Regions from separate parts of the Arabidopsis thaliana genome. Here region 1 is linked to region 2. Evidence: chromatin contacts called from public capture Hi-C data. All regions are on one chromosome and are shown on one strand. The core of a region is the stretch at or near the end of the contact, and the rest is flanking DNA. Distances in the headings are between cores, read along the strand shown.

What was found. Capture Hi-C pulls out chosen DNA fragments and counts their contacts.
Region 1: a contact with region 2 is called in a capture Hi-C map of shoot, with 2.9 times the contacts expected there. A contact is called at or near these places in 17 of 26 Hi-C or Micro-C datasets (callus, cotyledon, flower and 5 more) and 2 of 3 other capture datasets (root and shoot).

Annotation. Positions count from the first base shown.
Region 1 is chr3:11,029,042-11,032,830 of TAIR10.1, forward strand. It overlaps AT3G29034, which reads right to left and starts at 1,865. Exons shown (of 1, transcript NM_180315.3): 1 at 994-1,865. The coding sequence starts at 1,562. The coding sequence ends at 1,302. It also overlaps AT3G00550.
Region 2 is chr3:10,980,595-10,984,328 of TAIR10.1, forward strand. AT3G28958 (Cupredoxin superfamily protein) reads left to right here and starts at 2,112. Exons shown (of 4, transcript NM_148761.1): 1 at 2,112-2,237; 2 at 2,319-2,496; 3 at 2,581-2,706; 4 at 2,841-2,938. The coding sequence starts at 2,112. The coding sequence ends at 2,938. AT3G28956 (RNA polymerase II, Rpb4, core protein) reads right to left here and starts at 2,163. Exons shown (of 5, transcript NM_001338984.1): 1 at 1,978-2,163; 2 at 1,593-1,647; 3 at 670-787; 4 at 441-593; 5 at 1-338. The coding sequence starts at 786. The coding sequence ends at 195. It overlaps AT3G28960 (Transmembrane amino acid transporter family protein), which reads right to left. Exons shown (of 4, transcript NM_001338989.1): 4 at 3,595-3,734. The coding sequence ends at 3,651.

The DNA of each region.
Region 1 (3,789 bases), core at 615-3,114, 48 kb after region 2:
TTTATGCGGTTTATACTAACCAAGAGAAAACTAGAGTGATAGTCCTCTATCAATCAAACAACACCACTTCTGTTTTCTGAATTTCAAACAAACAACACACACACAAACAAACAAGTGAACGTACCATTTTATGAAGCTAAAGGTAAACTACGTTAGTTAATAATTGTATACGGTTGATTAAGCTAAACTAATTCATATATATACACACAAGTACAATGTACACGAAACAAACCAATACACACAAATTATACGTAATTTCTCTTTTTCTATGATCACCATCTTGATCTTTAAGCTCCGCTTTAGCTTTGTTACGTTCTTCATCCAATAAATGTATAATGCTTTTCTTAATTTGATAGAATGATAGTCAATCATGTTTTTAAGTTCAAACACAGCATATGAAAATGATGTTTCCTAAGTCCTTATGTTATGAGACTGATGGCATTAGCATATATATTGTATACATAAAGAAATTGTGTATATTTACAAAGTCAAGTGTCTGATGGAAATTTTAAAAAAATATTTATCATAAAATAAAAAACACATAAGAAGTCAAATTAAAGCGACCCAATAACGAATCTAACGCAAAATTATATACGGCCCGGACATTTCCTCACGATCGTCGTTGTGTAATGGTGTTTCATTTTGATAATGTAGTCGAAGGTGGTAATGATTTATTAAATACTATACACGTAACGTTGCTAAGTATCTAATTATATTATATAAAAATAAATAGAAAGATAGGTGATGATCGTTTTTATTTAGTTAAGTTACTGCAGAAATAATATTTGTAATTATATATATTCTTTGTGGTAATATGTGAAATATTTTAAGTATACATTTTAGATAGCGTTGATTTGTTCAATATGTATATGACTATCATGATTTATTTTATTACATGTTTTACATCAAATTTAGTTTCTTTTCCTTAATTTACAGCTAAGACATGTACCAAGTCAAAGTCAACTTTTTGTACCCCAAAGAAAGTCAACTTTAGCCCAATATGTTGAAGAGTATCATTCCGTTCATATTACTTGCGTGACATACATATTATCAAGGATCAAAATTACATTGTTGCATCCTTTTCTTTCAAATTTGTATCAAAGATCAAAACATATTCTTACAAGCCAAAAATAAACAATAATCCGTAAAAACAATATAGTGTTCGTCACTTTAATCAAAAGTCCAAGATCCAACAAGTGAAATAAAATATAAATGAAACAAGATGCTCATAGATATGTATATTTGTCATATACATAAACAAAAGAAGAAGGTTTGATTTGCTTATACAGAAATATTGTTATTTAAAGAGAGATGAAACCTTCACTGACAAGCAAGCCAAAGAAGAGGACAAAGAGGCCAGCGCCAATAGACTTGCCCGGATCAACATATGTCTGAGAATAAGCACCGAGGGTTAACGCACCTCCAACGAGTCCGATGACCAGAGATTGCATGTTTCTTCTGCTCACGCTTCTTTGCCTCGGCTTCACCTTCTCTTCTTGATCTACAACTTCTTGTTCTCGTTTCTCTTCTACTTTCTCCGTCTTTCTTCTTTCTCTCACCATTTTTAAGATTCTTTGATGAATGAAGAGATTCTGATTATGATTTTATGATGTTGGTTTGGTTGTGATTTTGTAATTATAAGTTAATGATGGAGACAAAAATGTGGTCTTTTGGGGATTGCTTTGAGGCCTTTTGATAGACAGAAAAGTCAACTCCTTATAGAAGAGTAAGTGGTCGGTATAGATCCAAGATTATTAATTTAATTACTATTTTGTTATAAAAAAGCAAATGGTGAGAGTTGAAGTTTAGATATGATGTATCATGTTTACACTTATATAATGTTAGTCTAAAAAATAAAATAAAAAAATAATAATTATCACTATATAAGTTATTGCCATTCTGTCTAAATTTTAACAGGTCAGTGAATTAAATTAATATTATTAACAATAAGATATGTTATCATGTATTATCAATAAGAAATCTACTAAGACATGTTATCATGTGCGTAGGAGTTTTGGCCCAATAAATGCTTGTGCACTCCAAGAACATCACAAAGGATGAGAATGAGATGCATTCTTGCTCTTCGATTTCTTAATAAATGTATAATATTGACTTTTCTTGGTTCAAAAGTTTGTTTTTATCTGTTGCATCTTGAGTAGGAAGAGATATTTTTGCTATCTTGGATCCACCTACCAATCTTGTTTCTGACCATTCTTTCTATTCGTTTGCAATTTGGTTGCTGCTAAGTTGGATCAAAACGGCTTTATTCCATAGTTTCAAATGCCTAGTGCTACTGGCAAGATAAAGCGAAGGAAAGTACGCAGAGCTTAGAGCTTAGATCTTTTCTTAGTTTTGTTTACTTACCTATGATGGAGTTTTATAGGAGTACGAATAACGCATGCAAGAAAACTGAACCCCTTATAGATATAAAGATGTACCTTTAAAAAATAAAAATAAAAGATGTACCTTGACACATAGACTAATTGGAAAACTTACAAAAGGCGTTTTTTTCTGTGTTTTTTTGATTAAAACCACAATACCGTACCAATCACAATACTTTTAACTGATTTGTGTTTTTCGAAAAAAAAAAAGTTTGCGATTTAATTTGTCAAATGAACAATACATTGGAACGCTTTCCAAAAGAAGAAAAACTCTTTACCTAGCGGTTTTAAGTAAAAGTGCATTCCAACAAAGAGATCAATTAATTTTTTAACAGCTGTTTATATTATTATTTTTGTGCCAATGTTGATTTCAATAATAGAGGAAACTAAACCGGATAAACCGGGTACAAAGAAAGAGATAAAGACCAGTCTTAGCTAGTTTGTTTTATTTAATTAAAAACTATGAAAATGCAATTACAGGAAATAGAAACATAACAATGCTTTTAGAAATTTTGACAATTATTATCTACTATAAGCTTATATACGTTCTATAATCAATTTACTTGTAAAAAAATTACTTGTAAAAATGATTTTTTTTTTAATTTTCCATAATGAAACTATTCAACGGATTTAATAATATGTATGTTAAACTTTAAAATGTATATTTTGATTTATTTGTGTATATGGTTTATAAATATATGTTATTGTTTATTTATTAACACAAAAAATAAATAATGATTAATATATATATTTATATATATATAATCTATAATCCGCACCACAAATAGATTTTTCACCAATCAAACATTATTCCGTACTGCTTATTTTGTACAAACCACAATTGTCCCACAAATATATTTTTCACGCACTTACCGCAGTTAATTCGTACTGCACGGTCATAATACTTTCTCCGTACACTAAAAACCGCGGTGACCATTCAGATCCATAGAAATCATCCATCGTAACTGTAACGAGACGACGACCACCACTTTTCATGGACCAAACGTTTTTTCTCGGTATATGGGCCAATCTCGTCTGACAGTTCATTTTTCTGGAAGCTTAAATATTTGTTTACTGATTCTATAATTCACCATATAATCTTTTTCTTGTGTTTGTTTTCACTCATACGAACTAACAATCGATTCACGGTTAATCACCCATCATAAGTTTGCTTTACTTTAAATGCGCTTAACTTTAGAGTTTTCTTTAGATTTTTAATCAAAAAAAAAAAATAGTGCATTTTAATAACATATATGACCAAATCAATTTATTTAAATTTTCCTTATACACCACTATATTTCAATATAAGTAGTAATATAGAAGAGAGAACAATTAATTTATGCATGTAAATCCACACAATTTTTACTAAAATAAATAGATTAGATGAGATTCTTGTAATTATAAAAAT
Region 2 (3,734 bases), core at 862-3,361:
ATATAGAAAGTCTATGGTCAGCCCATTTTATTATTGTTATTATTGATAAATCATAAATCATAATTTTTAAGAAAAATTGAGAAATTACATTTTTCTGCAAAAATTGTAAAAATCGGAGACTTGCCTTTTTCCGCCAAAACGGTAAAATCGCACCGATACAAAAAATAACGATTTAAGGGGAAAATTGTTGCAAGTCACGACTGTTCACCATTCTCTGTTTCTTCTTCTTCATCATTATCTTTAGGACTTTCAGCTGTAGGCAGAGGAGGTAGCAAATCCTTCACAAGCTCTAATATCCCATCTGTGTCGATTTCTCGATCATCAAGGTTCTCTATGATCTACAAGAGAGTCACAATCAACAAATGTTATAAACCATGAAGAAGAGAAGTTAAATGCAGTGATATAAATGGTAGTGTATAAGCTAGAAACAACAAACAAACCGGTAACAGTTCGACTATAGAAGAAGGCCAGAGATTGATGATATTGAGAATCTCAGCTTTAGCGAGTTTGAAATCTTTACACTTGTCTGCGGATTTGTTAACGCTCTCTCGTGTTTGAGTGGAAGCAGCAGTCTCCACCAAATAATCATAGACCTATAAATAGATCATTCCAATTAGCAAAAAAAACTCTAAGACCAAGTCAGAAGATAACTATTGCAGGCAAAAGAACCTTGTATTCTGATCTAGCAATTGGAGCAATAACTCTTGTAGTATCTTTTGAAGCACCTCTTGAGTTTAAGAAGTCAAGCAACTCGAAATTGGTAAGTGCTCCTGCATTTGCCTTCATTCTGCAAATAACCACACCAAATTTTGACTACAAAAACAGAGAAGGAAATCGAACAAAAACATAATGAAAGATGGATTATACATTTTCATCTCTTAGGTTGAGCAGAGAGACTTTAAACCAAAAAGAAGCTTTTTCCTTCAATTAAACGAAGTCGTTTTTACAATATGGGAAGAGAACAACACTAAGGATACTCCAAAATCAGAGTTTTTGCTCCTGAAAAATTCAAAGGGAACATCAACATCAAGGAACAGATGATTTCTCGTTCCCACAAATCATGATGCAATGGGAACATCAACATCAATAACGTTTACTAATCAAGATTATCATGAAATAATCATCACTTTCAGTGTCTTCATATAAAACAATTCATCCAAGTCAGACACATATGTAGAATAATCCTAATGCTTTCAGCTTAACTAAACTTAAATAAGCTAATACACATCACAAAACTATACAATTCAGATAAAAAGCATTGTTTAATGTACGAGCAAAAGCATCAACCTTTCAGATAAAAAGCATCAATCCGATGAAACCCAAAAACCAAAAGTTGAAGGATCATACTCATCGATCAATGATCAGTAATGAATGGTATCAAAATCCAATGATCATAAAAGAAAATTTCAAAAGAAAACAAAAAACAGAGGAATCGATGAGCACCTTTGTGATAGAGACCTGAGAAAATCCAATACAAAAACTGAGCCTATTCATTTCAGAATCTCTTTGGAGTCCAAAATCCATATCAAAAGTGATGAATCTTAGCTCTATGGAATCAAATTCAGATTTCAACACAAAGGGTCTCTACATACCTGAAAGGGGGAATCTTTCGACCAAGATATTGATGTGCTTCAATTCATGAAGACCCTAAGAACAAGCAAAGAAGATGTGAGACCTCAATCTATTAGTGTATATAGAGTCTCTGTTGTAATTAGAGTCTTAGTGAGTCATTGTGAACTGGTATTTTGTATAAACCAGTGTAGATAGTGTTGGTTTAGTTCGGTTTAATGGCTATGGTTTAGGCCTCTTACAATTGTATATAAACCCTCAATTGTATCTTTTATCAAATTAATGAGAATGACATTAACTTGGTAATATGATCCATTAACCGATAAAGCTAGCAAGCTCTCCTCTGATCCAAAAAGCTAAGATTGTTTCAGAAACACTAAGAACACTAAGATTGTTTCAGAAATTCACCTCGGACCAAAAAGGATAAACACGCAACACGATGATGATGATTGTTGCTCGTACAACTCGGAATCGGTAGCGAGTTCGAAAACTAAACGGGGCTCCGGTTCGTGACCCGTCTCGATGATGAGTCCAACCTTCCGATGGCGATTCTGAAGCCGCAACAGAGAGGAGACAAAAAGAGGCGATTTCTGAGGAAACTAATTTTTAATGAAACTGGGCCACCCAATTGTCCGTATGGGCGCCCATTATGTCTGCGGACAAAATTGGTCAATAAACTACATGACCCGTTTTATTTATGGGCTGACCACGGACTGCCCATAATGTTTTGGATTGGGCTTAGCCCATAGTCGGATGACCATTTGACAGCTCTAACTATATCTATTTCATCAGCTCAAACCGTGAACAATGCACATCCAGACAATAACGTTCTTGTCGAATATGACCCGTCACGTTCCATTCCTCCACCACCACCGAGCAAGATCTACAAAGTTGGTGACTCCAAGGGATGGAGTGTTTCTCAAGAGAGTGATTTTTATTTCAAGTGGGCAGAGGAAAGACACTTTGATATTGGAGATAATCTTTTTTTTTAATGCGGCAACGACATCTTAGAGATCAGCCGAGACCTTGAATTCATATCATGCGACCCAACTTCTCCCGTGGCGATGCACAAGACAGGGCATGATCTTGTGAAGCTCACCAAACCAGGAGTCCACTACTTCATTACCTCAATGACAAGTCAATCCGAGGCACGAACTTTTTTTTTTTTTTTTGTTGTTGTTGATATACTTTATCGGCTGATCCGGTAAGCCTCGGTAGGAACGCACCGAGGCGCTATAAAGTGGACTTCTCTCGATCCAGATAGAATTGAGCCACCACACTGCCTGGTCCGAGTTTGGAATGCCTTCTGTCTAATGCGAGGCCGGACTTAAGCTACAAGTCGTGGTCGGGCCACTCACCAAGGCTGTAAGCCGATAACTGTCCCCAATGTTCCAACAACGAAGATGGAATTGTCACTTATGGACCGCTTCAACAGATGGTTACACACCTACAGGCCTCAATCTCATCACTAAGCATTCGCTTTCTGTTTGGCTTGAGATTTAGCTATTTAAAGCCTCTTTCTCTTGTTAACGTTTTTAATACTTTTGTTTCGAATGTATTTTTTTCTTTCCCCATAGTTGTAGAGTTGGTTTGATTCAATCAGTATTACATCTGGTTTCCGATTCCTTAAAACATAATTGAAGCATAAACATGTATGAACATCAGTAATTAATATCCCAATGACTTAGGCACTGAATTTGTTCTTTTTTTTTCCGATATATATAGTATCTTTATTGCTATATGGGAACCAATTCATAGTGTTTACCATAATAATGTGAAAGAATGTCATCTTAAGATTCATGTTCTAAGCCTTCAACAACATTGAAACCAAATTTATAATGTTGCATTGAGAAGCTTTACAAAAGAAAACATTAAGTAAAGTGTAACGCAAGACTGAAATAAGAAAGATTTTGATGGAAATAAAAAACCAACCACTCAAATGTTTCCAACACTTCGATAGAGCTAGAAATTGCAATGTAAGTACCTAAAAGGAAGAACTTTTATGAATTGAAGTTAACACTTTTTGGGGTATTAAAAAAACTTCATTTAGGACAACACAACCCTCATAATTCTCAAAACATTTATACACTACCAATTATATCTCGAAGTGCAATGTAAGTACCTATTACCCCAACAAAAACACTCATCACTACCATTCCAAACAA